2 separate regions of the Anser cygnoides genome follow, and region 2 is linked to region 1. Evidence: chromatin contacts called from public Hi-C data. All regions are on one chromosome and are shown on one strand. Each heading gives the region's core, a stretch centred on a gene start, on an enhancer-like site or on the middle of the called end of the contact. The rest is flanking DNA. Distances are from core to core; before and after follow the strand shown. Region 1 holds the start of CTSC (cathepsin C). Region 2 holds the start of FZD4 (frizzled class receptor 4).

Region 1 (6,757 bases), core at 1,850-4,349:
ATCTCTTTGCTTTTCCCCATGCCATTGCTGCTGGCTGTGGGGTTCCCCTGGGCTAGTTCTTGAGAGTGCTGGATCTTTTGTGGAGCTGATTCAACTCCCTAACCCAGAAGAAAGCCTTTTTTTTTTTTTTTTCCCCTTGCAGGATTTTGATTGTATACTTAGTTTTGAGCTGCACAACGGTGATTTCAGTTACCCTACAAAACAGATTGGTGCATTCTGCAGCTGTCAGCAGGTTACTAGCCCAGCCCCTCTCTTTGGAGGCAATAAACCATTCCATTGGCTTGGTCTCTTCTGTGTGACTTTGCCCTCAGTCTCAGGAGTTTTGTAACACTGTTAGGACACAGAATTGAGAGGCCTTATAACAGATTTGATATAATTTCTCTTTCAAGAGAGCAGCTTACCTGAGCGTCATGACCAAACACAGAAAAAGTCCTGTGTGTCTGACACATGCAGGGGTACTAATTCAAGGCTGTATTTCACTGCCAAAACCAGGGCTGTCAGTGCTTGTGAGGAGAGTGTTTTTTTGTCTTTTATTTTTGCTTGTTGGTGGTAGTAGTTTTTCCCACAGAAATAATTAAATCTGCATTACTATTGGAGACAAAGCACAGGGAGTCTTTCCTTTGCTCAAAAAGGCAAAAATAAACTACACCTGAAGAACAGAATCAGGGTGAACTGCACAGGCCAGGCTGAATTTAAATCACTTCTGCCCAGTTTCAGTGATGATTTTACATCCACATTATATAAAATAAGCTTTATGTGCAATAATCTATTGCGACTCCAAAGCAATTAAAGTGAAATCAGTATGTTTTTGTACAATGGCAACCTGCAGAGGCTATAAAATGAAACTGAAAATTGAAGTTCAAAGTACAGTACATATGCAATGGGACAGGATCATCCAACCAGCATTGTGATGTGAAGATACCATAATCATTTTCTGCTCCTGCATAGATAATGTGAAGTACTGTAACAGATGTTTCCTAAAGTTACTGGGAAGTTTTGGCTTTCTTTTGGAAATTACAGAGCTTTATATATATATATATATATATATCTTTGGTGAAGAAAAGAGACTGTGTAGCCACCTCTCCTTAGTCAGGCTTCATCAGGAATGGCAAGGCACATGCAGTGATATGGTAAGTCCAGCAGAATGTAGCTGCCTTTGAAAAAAAACAAATTTTTTAAAAAAAAAAAGCTCAGACCTCTCTCTCTTTTTAATACCCATAATAACATTATTGACCAATGCAGTCTCGGTGAAGTGAAACAGCATTTGTTTTCTTGTCTGTAACACAGGAAATCCTGCTTTTCCTACCAAATCAATGTTTCAAGATCCTCAGAAGACTGTCCCCCCCAAAATGACATGAACTTTTGTCTCTTTATCACCCTGAGTATGAACGTATGTTAGCTGGTTGTTCTAAGAGTCAGCAATAAAATGTTAAATGAATCCTTCCATAAAAGGTTGAGAAGGTGGCATAAAAGCAAAGGGATGGACATAAAATAACGTATTGCTTGAAACTGTTAAAATTTATTGACTTATTTCTAATCTCCTGATTTAAACTATTATGAAAATAAATAGCTAAATAAAATCAGGATGTTTCTAGTTTAGCTCAGAAGTAAGTTTTGTCCCTGCCCATTGTAGAGGGGTTGGAACTGTGTGATTTTAAGGTCCCTTCCAACCCAAACCATTCTATGATTCTGATTTAAAACTAAACTGTTGAGATCAGTAATAAGAGTATCTATCATGGAGATTTATACCAGTTTAGCAAAATTATTTTAAATTTACATCCGTAGTTAAGCTAGTGCTTCATTTTCATAGCAAACACAGTACTATAGGCATTTATTGTTCCCCTGAGAGAGGCTATTTTTTATATAACTTTGTTTTTAATTAGGGTGTATTTACTCATCAGAGAGTCCTTTAGCCTTCTTGGTTGTATGTATAACTTTGGGGATGTGAAAGTATGTACATCCTGAATCTGGAGAGGCAGCAAAACAAGCGCCACTTCAAGTGCATACTCAGACATGCACTGGGCTGCACTGAGAGGCTCAGTTTGGTGGAAACATCTCTGCCCTTTGACAACACCCATGCTATGCAAACAGTCTGGTCACTGGACCTGCAAGAATTTGCATGTTACTAAGTCTTACACCTTCTGGGGGATTTTTCTGCATTTTTGCAGGCTACGGGCTGGGGTTGACTGCCGCAGGTTTCTGGGGTCCCACATCCCATGCAGGACTGGTGCTGTGTGGTTTTCTGGCCACAGTGTGCAGCTGGTGTGGAAACCCTGAGTCACCTTGTACAGCTAAAACCTGTGGTAGACCAGTGGCCTTGTCCTCCACAGCTGCAAGACTCCTGCCTGAAATAACACCAGGGACCAAGCCTGCCAGCCTGTCCCTCTCTGCCAGGACTTCTCTGAGTGCGGAGGCCTTGGCTTGGATTTTGGGGCAGGGGCTCCAGAGATGACATTGCCCTTTACAGGGGAGGATGCCCTTCAGGGGAAAGATACTGTCTGGGGAGGTGAATGGGCTTTGGGGAGGACAAGGCACTTTGGAGAGAAGGAGGCACTTTGGGGATGAGGATGCTCTTTGGGTAGGGGGACTCCATTTAGGAGAGAATGGCATTGGAATGGGTTGCCCAGGGAAGTGGTGGAGTCACCATTCCTGGGGGTGTTTAGGGAAAGGTTGGACATGGTGCTTAGGGACATGGTTTAGTGGGTGATATTGATGATAGCGGGATGTTTGGACCAGATGATCTTGGAGGTCTTTTCCAAATCTAATGATTCTATGATTCTATTTGTGTGGGCAATGCCTTTTGGTGAGGCATTTGCAGGGGAGACTGTCCTTTGGGCAGGACGCTCTTTGGGGAGGAGGACTCCCTTTGGACAGGTCATTTTGAGGGGTCAGAGACGCCTTTTGATGAGGAGGACACCCTTTGCAGGGGAGAGGACGTCCTCTGGGGACAAGGTCACTCTTTGGGGACGATGTCCCCTTTCAGGGGGTACCACACACCCCCAGGCAGCCCCCCAGAGCTGGGGGGCAGGTCCATAAGCCCGGCCCCTCAGCGCAGCACGACCAGGGGCGCTCCGGGGCGGGCCCAGGGAAGCGGCGGGGCGGGGAGGCCGCGGCTCCCGCGTCCATTTTAAGGGCGGCTGCAGCGGGCGGCGGCGGGCGCGGCGCCATGGCAGGGTGGGCGCTGTGGGCAGCGGCCATGGTGCTGGCGGCGTTGCCTGCCGAGCTGGTGGCCGATACCCCGGCCAACTGCTCCTTCGCCGACCTGCTGGGCGCCTGGCAGCTCCGTGTCTGGCGGGGGGGCGGCCGACACGGCAACTGCTCCCAGGCGGGTGAGAGCGCGGCGGCCCCGTCCCGTTCCCCTTTTCCCCGCCTGGGTGGATCCGGGTGTGGGGGGTCCCGGTTGTGGGTGGGGGTCCCCTAAAGCTCGGTGGAGGGGTCCCCGAAAGCTCCGCGCCGCCAGGCCCGAAAAGCGAAACTGGCGGCGAGGAAGCGGGTGTCTGCCTCTGGTGTGTTTGCTTGCAGCCGGCCTGTTTGCTCAATTTTTTTTCTTTTTTTTTGGTCTGTTTTTCTCATCTGGGGCTATTTCTTGTAGCCCTCGGCACTTAGTTGCCAGCAGAAGCTCGCTAGCAGCGTGTTATTTAAGGTTTTCGGTTTATAATACCCGCTTTGGCAGTAGTGGGCCCCCACATGCTGCCGGTTTTGCCAGAGCCTGTGGCAGCGTGCAGAGGTTGGTGCTGAGCTCCTGACAGCTGGGCTTGAGGCAAAAAGGGGCTGATCTGAATTAAACTGTGTGAAAATTAACCTGTCTTGCTCAGGGTGACCACTGTGGCCAGCCCTGTTACAGCACTCCCCTTTTTGTTGTTGTTTTGATTTATTTTTGCATTATTCTTTTTCTTGTATATTTTGGATTCACCTAGACCTCTCTGTTTTTCTACTGCCTCATGCTGGTTTGCTTCCTCCTTCACAGCTCCAGATGTCTTTCCTCTCAGCTCAGCCTCTCCTGAAAGTGGCTCTTAACAAAGTGGCTCTCAAGTGGCAAAGTGTGTTGTTGCTCCTGGGCTACACCCATGTCCCAGGAGGCTCGCAGCTGTAAAAGCTCAAGTCGGATAACATCAGGAGAAGTAAAAATAGCATTCCTCTTGAGAGCGTAATAGTAGTGAGGAGCTATTACTTGATTATTATTTGACAGTATTATTGTAAAAGTAGTTAATGCATTGCATCTAAACTGTCTGTGTTCGTTTGATCAGACCAGGCAAGTGGCAGGTGAGAACATGGGAGGTGATACTGGACCTGGCAGGGTTTGGAGCAGTGGTGTGAGGTAGTGTGGTGGCTGATACCTGAAACCAGATGTTTCAGAGGAAGATTTGTCACTGCAGACACAGTGTCTTGAGTGACAGAGCATCCAAGTCCTACGTAGCTGTGTAGCAAGTTACATTTAAATAAGCTGATGTTTTCCTGTAACAGCTGTTTGCTACTGCTGCTGTTAGTAATTAAATGTGCAAATACTGTCTAGCATTGCAAAATGAACATGTTTGCAGTGATAGGTAAGTGAGGTCTGTGAGGCGTGTTTGCTTAATGCCTTTTTGCAGGAGGCTTTATACAGCAAGTGTATTTTAGTGTATTTTGGGAAAAAAAATATTCTGATATGCTCTTTACTCTTTCTTATTTTAATTGTAATCTTTGCAATAATGTTCTTTCTTTCTTGCAGGGCCTGTGGAAAAAACAGTACTTGTGAATCTTCAGAAGTTAGATGTGGCTCAGGATAGTCTGGGCAATTATGGTTTCTTCACTTTGGTTTACAATCAAGGCTTTGAAATTGTGCTAAACAACTACAAGTGGTTTGCATTTTTTAAGGTGAGTTAACTTGTGGTCTGCATCAGTGACTGTTGCTGAAAGGTCTTTACTTGTTTTTCTGTTTAGTTGCTGAGTGCCACAGTAGAGAAGTGAGAACGCTTGTTTCTCTTTGCCTGGATTACCAGACAAGTGGCTGTTTTTTTACATTAAGAACAATCACAAATGTTTGTCAGTGGCTGGGTAGAGAGAAAAGAGTAGAAGAGGTATTTGGAAAATCTGGTAACAATGCTGCAGCTTCTGCTTCTGGGTGTGCTTACTTCAAGTGAAGACCTTCATGAAGCTAACTTTCACAGTGGCCTGGGAAAAATAGCTTTGTCAGTTTTCTTCCTGACATCTTGCACTCAAATGAAATATCAAACGTAATTGCTTTTATCTTTCCTTAAAGATGTTCTCAAACTTGTGAAATGTACCCTCCTCACTGTAGAAAGATCATCTGTCCTCCATGTTGGAGGATTTCTAGGAGCTGTAATTCTTATGTCAGAGTAAGCCTTATATTGTCAAGGAACCTTCCTACCCCTTATAATTCTTCCTTTTTTTAAGTAATACTGTGTTCTCCAGTCCCTGTTAATGACTTCAGATCAAGCTGAAAACGACTAGTAGTCGGGATAGACTAGTGAAGACCCACTTGGTAAGGAGCACTCTGCTGGTCAGCTGAGGAATGATGTTATGAATCAGAAAGGTGGCTTTAAACAGTCTGCAGGGTGACTTGTGTACTTGGCAGACAGTGTCTGAGCAGTCCTGCTGCACAGAACATGTGAGTGCAGCCCTCAGCAGGAGCAATGAATATGTTTCTTGGTTATTTTAGAAGGTGTGATCCTGTGTTTGGTTTCAGATGAATTGATAGTAAACACCCAGGCCTTGTCCAAGCATAAAATCTCTGAACCTTGGCTAGTCTTAAGGAGGGTAAAGAAATGACTTCTGTTTCAAATTGGTTTTCTGGGAGCAATTGTGGATAGTTTATTTCACAGCAGCTATTTTCAAGTCAGTGTTGTCAGATGTTAAGAAAAGTGAGTGATCTTTTCTTCTGGGGAGCCATAGTAATTTCTATTCAGTAAAGATAAATGAAGCTCTAACTGAACTGTAACTTCCTCCATGTCTATTGGAGGCCATTTAAGTTAAAAAGAAAGGACAGTGTAGGTTGTTGTTTTAAGACTGTCAGTGGTGTTTTTTACACGTTAAAAAAAATGTAACGTTTTATGCAGAAGTTTTACTATTTTAAAACAGAGTCTTATATTTGAGCAAGAGCAAAGTTTGAGAGAGAAATACCCAAATGACTTTCTCTCATCTGTAGATATCATCAAGATAGCGACACTAAACTACCATGATACATATGCCCCAGGTTGGCAGGTGATACAACAAAAACTACAGACAGTGAAGAGTGCTCTAATTGGGCAGATTTTCCTCTGAAACTTCTCAGACAGGGACACTCTGCAAGCTTTCCTACAGTGGGGGAGTGCTCACCTGAAAAGTTACAGGAATTGCTGCCTCTGTGAGGGTAGTGGACCACTGTATGTTGTAGTAATGCCATATAAAGCCTGAATTTATGAACATCTCCAGCAGCTGGAATTCGGCAATCATTGCTGTCCTTGGTGGGTTCATAGAATCAAAATTAAGGTTGGAAAAGACCCCCAAGATCATCTAGTCCAACTGTCCCCTCTACCATCAATATTACCCACTAAACCATGTCATCTTAGGAGAGGCAGTTTGACTGACAAGTGGGAATCCTGAGGCTGATACCTTACACTGAAATGCAGTTGTTTCACAAGCCAGTAGGGTAAGCAGTTGAGGAAGTGTTGATTATCAAACTAATTCTTTAATGTGATCTGTTTAATCACAGAAACAGTGGCCTGCTCCAGAATGTTAGGCACCAACTTGAAGGCACTTTAGAGTCTCTGAAGGCTTT
Region 2 (6,757 bases), core at 2,878-5,377, 540 kb after region 1:
AAGCTTTCACTGACCAAAGAAAGCGATGCCCCTTGATTAAGAAAATCAGCTGATTTTATAGATGGAAAAAATAAAGAAAACATCTCTAATAAATTAAATAATATATAAAGTTAAGAAAAGTATCGATGACAAACAGGAGAAAGAAGACGTTGATTTGAATGAATACAAATTCAAAAGGAATTACAAGAATGTGATAAAATAAGCAAAACGAGACAATTAATGGACAGATGGTCAAAGACAACTGAGTTTTATATAAACCGAGACAAAGAAAACGTCACTAATGGTACCAATAGGTTATTAAATGGAATTTGCGGAATTGGCAATAAGCAATGCAGGTGACAGACATGTCCAACAGATATTTTTGTTGCATTTCAGCAAACATATATGGAATAAGTTACATGGCATGTTAGACAGAACTGACATTAATTAATGTAATTAATGTGATCTTACCATTTCAATGGTAATATAAAGATGATGTCCCAAAACAGCTCTAAAAGTTGCACATTTTAAAAAAACTACATGTTTAGGTAACTCTTATCCAAGAACTTCATAAGAAATCTGTGGGATGGCAATATCAATTCCCTCTGTCACGGACCCAGGAGACTGACAGAAAGGCAGAGACCTGCTCTCATCCAGCATTAGACACCTCTCAGTCACCTTTCCCTTCGGGGCTAGTCACCCTATGTTCTCTTCACCGTCAGTTGACAGACAGAGGTGTTTATTGAATGAAATTCATCTGACCATAAGTAGACATGTGAATTTGGTTATGAAAATCACATCCTAATATGCCATCCACATATTAAAAAATCAACAGGGTGCCTGAGGTTTCTCAGGTCTGCCCACAAGGCATCCGTTGTGGCTCTGAGCGTAAGGCTGTGGTCAAAAGGGTAGATAGCATCCTTGGATGTATAAGCAGGATGGTCTTGTGTAGGAATGGAGGGGTTATTTCACCTGCATGTTTGACATTAGTGTCATTCCTACTGGAAAGCCAAACCATGTTCTAATAGCAGTTCAGGAAAACACTGATGCTTTGAAAATGTTCAAAATAGAGTTATAAACCTTCTCAAATTTCCTGCGAGATGCTATGAGTCTGAGAGATAATGGGACTATTATTTCTGTAACGTAGAAATGTGTTTGCAACTTTTACAAATATGCAAAAAACACATACAAACTTAAGAGGAAAATTGTAATAGCAGCAAGATGATAATAGATTATAAGTAAGATTTTGTATACTCATGTAATCTGTATTACGTGAGTTGCCCTCTGCAAGTATCTGCCTATCCTAGATATCTCTAAAGGGACCGAGGGTGCTTAGGCTGCTAAGTCAGATAATTCCTTCAAGACTTTTAAAGGTAGGCAGGATGGTTTGAGCTGAATGTACTTTCCGAACAGCAGGTTCGAATCTCGCTCCTTTAAAATCAAAAGAATGGTCAAGGCATTGGAAAAGATGCCTTACAGTAAGAAAATCGGGAAGTTTGATCTATTTTGCTTACTGCAAAAAGGCCAAGGGGTGACTTAACCACAGTCTGACAATACCTACAGGGCTAATCTTGGTAATGACTTCTCAACCCGGCCGGTAAAGATACAACAAAAGTCAGAGCCGAAGATAACTCAGACTAGAAACCCAATATAATTATTGGTGGCCACAATAAATAATGCTTAGAGCTTTTTAGAAAGGTAGTTGCTGATGCTTTAATGAAGGCAACCTCAAAATCAGATTTATTAAGAAAAAAGATATACTGTAATTCAAACAATAAACAAGGAACTAACAAGGCTTGTGCTGTGCAGGATTCAGGCCAGAATCTCACAACTGTCTGGAAATCTAAGAATCTATAAACCCACTATCCAGCAGGTTTCTTACTTTGATCTGTTTAAAGAAACTGTTATGTACATGCTTATCATGGTGACATTTAATCACTGTTAATATATGCATAAGGTTCAAAGCAGGGTAATTACCATTTTTTCCAGCTCAGACTGCTGGTATGATTTGCCAGTGCTCTTGTTTTGAAAACTAATTCCCATTATCTAAAAGACTTTCCAAAGCAAACATAGCAGCGTAGCACTTTCTAATATTTATTTTGTGTTCCCAAAGAAAAAGCAATAGTGGTAGTTATTTCTTTTTGGAGGGGGCACATGGTGGTTCTTTTTCTAAAACGATACTTGTCTCCCGCTGCAGCTTTAAAATGTCTCCCTGTCCCTCTACTGAGTCAAAGGACCGGGTCCATTGGCAGAGGGCTTTGCTGAAAAGGTAGCAGGCAAATTGTTTCATGGGAATTAGGCAAAGGTCTACGCTGGTAGCAGTCAACACTGCTTCAGTGCCTAACTGCTGCAGAAGACTGCAAATGGAAAGGTTTTTCATGTACTAAGACGAAGATTCATAGTTTTAAGGTCACTGTGATCCTCCTCCCTCCAGTTGTCTTTCCTACATAATCTGGACCAAAACAGAATAAAAAAAAAAACAAAACAAAAAAGCAGGAGGCAGAGCTTCCTACAGGAGTTTTATCTTTTTTTTTAATTGTTTGCCTGTACGAACTGCAGAATGCCCAGCACCCGTTCCCCATCTGATTCAGATCATAAACTTGGTGGGGCTGGGAACAGCTTGGCGGACGTTTGCAGCACAGTGTGTGCATTCACAGCATTATCGCCGACCGAGATTAGCAGCGGAGCACTGCTAGTCACAGAAGGCAACGCTTATGAGTAAATATGGACCTCACCAGATACGGGCTGCGTTGCTGACTGCATCGTAGCCTCCTTGCACGACCTTGGGACTGCAGCGCTGTCTGGCTCTGTGTTTAAAAAGTTAAGATAATACGACTTGTCTGCCTCGCCAGGATTTTGTAAGACTGCAGTCGCTGTTTATTGGAGCTGGTTATAAACTATCACGGTGATGAGAGCTTTGTAAATACCTGTGCTCATGAAACCTTGGTTAAAACACCTCGTGCTAGAGGAAAACCAGTCATTGCAGCATGGCCACACACATACGGATGCATGGCTCTTGGCGATGGCCGTGCTCAGGACACCCGCACATGTCACACACTGTGCACACACACGCACCCAGCCAGAGGTTGTTTAACCGGGGCTTTACAAACATTTTCAAAGCGCTTTACAAACAATTCATTAATAGATGACATATTTTTGCTAAAGGCACAACCAGCCCAACCAGATTTTATTACAGGTGTAAATAACGCTGAGTGTGTTTAAGTGTGAGCCTCATGTGTCCGCTCTTAATCCTGGGGACACCCTACAGGTCTGCTCAATTTCCCCTCAAAATTCATGAACCCTACGTCTGTACTTAGGAGAGGTACACAAACCCTACATCCGTACGTGTTTAGGAGAGGTATATAAACCCTACATCCGTACGTGCATAGGAGAAGTACACAAACCCTACACCTGTGCGTATTTAGGAGAGGTACACAAACCCTACATCCTTATGTGTTTAGGAGAAGTACACAAACCCTACACCCGTACGTGTTTAGGGGAGGTACGCCAACACCAGGAGGTGCTTGGAGCAGCACCCTAGGTTTCTCTGTCCCCGTGAAGGACCACCACCACCCAGATGTGTCCGAGATGCCAGACGTACAAGTGAGGGATGTGTTGGGAGAAAAGGTGGCAGCTTAGAGACCTGCCCTGTGGCCTGGCGAGGGAGAGGAAGGAGAGGAGGTAGAGGAGGGAGAGGAGGGAGGAGGCTGATGGATCAGCTCAGCCTGCCCCTGGGGAACCAGGCCTGGGCCTGGGCACCTCGGGGTGCCCCTCTCAGGCCCTGTCGCCGCCCTTCACCGCTGTGGGGACATCGGGGACCCAGCCCCGGGTCACCAAGCCCGGGGGGAGGCAGGGCAGGGCCGCTCGCTGCTCACAGCGGGGTCGCCGTGCCTGAAGTGGGGGGGACGCTTCTGAGGCTCCGCAGGGCCGAGGGGCTCCGGGGGGCTCCGGGGGGCACCCAGCGGGACTTTCCCCCCGGGCCGGGGCCGTAGCTGTGCCCGCCCCGGGAGGCTGGGAGGAGGCCGGGGCTCGGGGAGGCGCCGTCCCCTCCCCTGGGCAGTTTCTCGGCGCGGCGGTTTAAGAGCAGAGCCGCCCCCGGCCCCTCCCCGTTGGAGCCGGCCCGGGCGGCACGGCGCGGCCGGGGCCGGAGCCGGGGCCGGGGGCAGGTGGGGGGCCGGGGGGTCTCGGCCATGGCACGGTGCCGTGGTGGCTGTGGTGGCGGTGGCGGCAAGGGGGCGGCCGGGCGGCTGCTGGCCCTGTTGCTGGCCCTGCTGCTCGGCGGGACGCGGGGCTTCGGCGACGAGGAGGAGCGGCGCTGCGACGCCATCCGCATCGCCATGTGCCAGAACCTGGGCTACAATGTCACCAAGATGCCCAACCTGGTGGGCCACGAGCTGCAGGCGGACGCCGAGCTGCAGCTCACCACCTTCACCCCCCTCATCCAGTACGGCTGCTCCAGCCAGCTCCAGGTGGGTCCCAAACCCCCCCCCCCCCCAACCCTCCCCAAACCCCCCAAATCCCCCCCCCAAACCCCCTTCTCCAGAACCGGGAGCTGGGCGTTGTGCTGACATTTCCCCCATCTCCCCCGCTGCAAAGCCTGGAGGGAGCGGGCTGCAGCACAAGGCAGCGCTGTGTGGGCTTCCCAAGGGGGGAAAAAAGGGGGTCCTGCCATGCCCGGCCCGCAGAGACACCTCCACGGCAGCAGCCAGCTTGGACCCCCGCGTCCCCAACTCCCTGAAGCCCCCCCGGTGTGGCCACAGGCCCCCAAAATCGCCGTGTTTCCAAAGCTGAGCGAGCGGCAGTGTTTTATGGCCGGTGCGAGCCCGTCGGTGGCCCGATGGTGAAAGAGAGGCGCGTTCTTCCAGGAGGATCACAAACCGAAGTGATTCAGTAAATGCCTTTTCTTCTGTTTGTTTGCTAGCCGTGATATCCAGGCAGTGCCTTGAACAAAAATATGTATTTGTTTAAACCGCTTTAAAATATACTTTTTTTTTCTTTTTTTTTTTTTTTTCCTAAATTGCACCCTTGAGGTTTACATCTGGCTAAATCCCACTCGCTTTATTGAAAGTGATGGGCTAAATTTGCATGGAGCTAATCTGGGGAGTGAAATGTTCAGGCTTTGGCTTCGGACCACACTTGAACTGAAAGAAGGCAGCATTTTTAGGGTTTTTTCTCCCAAGTTTTTATTGTTCTTGGTTTATTTGTTTTATGCTGCTTCCTGTTTTTTAAGGCAAAGGACCAAAAATTACTGCTAAAAAGGCAAAAAAGAAAACTTGTTATGTTTTGACCTGTTGAATTTTCTCCTAACGCATTTGCGATTTGTGTTTCTCTCTTCCAGTTCTTCCTTTGTTCAGTCTACGTCCCGATGTGCACAGAGAAGATTAACATCCCCATAGGTCCCTGTGGTGGCATGTGCCTCTCTGTCAAAAGAAGATGTGAACCTGTTTTAAAAGAATTTGGATTTGCCTGGCCGGACAGCCTGAACTGCAGCAAATTCCCACCCCAGAACGATCACAACCACATGTGCATGGAGGGCCCGGGAGATGAAGAGGTTCCCCTTCATAGCAAGACATCCTTGCAGCCTGGAGAAGAGTGCCACAGCATGGGATCCAATTCCGATCAGTACATCTGGGTCAAGAGGAGCCTGAACTGTGTCCTCAAATGTGGCTATGATGCTGGGCTCTACAGCAGGTCAGCGAAGGAATTCACAGATATCTGGATGGCCGTGTGGGCTAGTCTTTGCTTCATATCAACTGCGTTCACAGTCCTGACCTTCCTGATTGATTCATCCAGATTTTCCTACCCGGAGCGCCCAATCATATTTTTGAGCATGTGCTACAATATTTATAGCATTGCTTATATTGTGAGGCTAACTGTGGGCCGGGAAAGGATATCCTGTGATTTTGAAGAGGCAGCAGAACCTGTTCTTATCCAAGAAGGTCTTAAGAACACAGGATGTGCTATAATTTTCTTGCTGATGTACTTTTTCGGGATGGCTAGCTCCATCTGGTGGGTTATTCTGACATTGACGTGGTTTCTGGCCGCAGGACTCAAGTGGGGCCATGAAGCTATAGAAATGCACAGTTCGTATTTCCACATTGCAGCGTGGGCTATCCCTGCAGTGAAGACCATTGTTATTTTGATTATGAGACTGGTAGATGCAGACGAGCTCACTGGCCTGTGCTACGTTGGGAACCAGAACCTGGATGCGCTGACGGGCTTTGTTGTTGCTCCGCTTTTTACCTACCTGGTTATTGGAACTTTATTCATTGCAGCTGGGTTAGTGGCCTTATTTAAAATCAGGTCTAATCTTCAGAAAGATGGAACTAAAACTGACAAACTGGAAAGACTGATGGTTAAAATCGGTGTCTTCTCAGTGCTGTACACCGTCCCAGCAACGTGTGTCATTGCCTGTTATTTTTACGAAATCTCCAACTGGGCCATTTTCCGCTATTCGGCCGATGATTCCAATATGGCAGTGGAGATGCTCAAAATCTTCATGTCCCTCCTGGTGGGTATCACTTCAGGTATGTGGATCTGGTCAGCCAAAACTCTGCACACGTGGCAGAAGTGCTCGAACAGACTGGTGAACTCAGGGAAAGTGAAACGGGAGAAGAGAGCAGATGGTTGGGTGAAACCTGGGAAAGGGAACGAGACTGTGGTATGAGAAAAGGACGATGGTCACTGCCTTACCTGAAGGACTGATTGTGTATAAGCATTGCAGTGTAAATGCTGGGAGCAGAGTGGGGAGACAGTAGTAAAACTTGTCTCTTGAGGA

Evidence for each region. A called contact is a pair of places that touch in the nucleus more often than the background predicts.
Region 2: a contact with region 1 is called in a Hi-C map of granulosa cells, with 1.7 times the contacts expected there. The contact joins the promoter of FZD4 here to the promoter of CTSC in region 1. A contact is called at or near these places in 2 of 7 Hi-C or Micro-C datasets (granulosa cells and liver).

Annotation. Positions count from the first base shown.
Region 1 is chr1:203,418,900-203,425,656 of Taihu_goose_T2T_genome, forward strand. It overlaps CTSC (cathepsin C), which reads left to right and starts at 3,100. Exons shown (of 7, transcript XM_048076507.2): 1 at 3,100-3,329; 2 at 4,709-4,854. The coding sequence starts at 3,167.
Region 2 is chr1:203,958,621-203,965,377 of Taihu_goose_T2T_genome, forward strand. It overlaps FZD4 (frizzled class receptor 4), which reads left to right and starts at 4,128. Exons shown (of 2, transcript XM_048076515.2): 1 at 4,128-4,448; 2 at 5,318-6,652. The coding sequence starts at 4,170. The coding sequence ends at 6,646.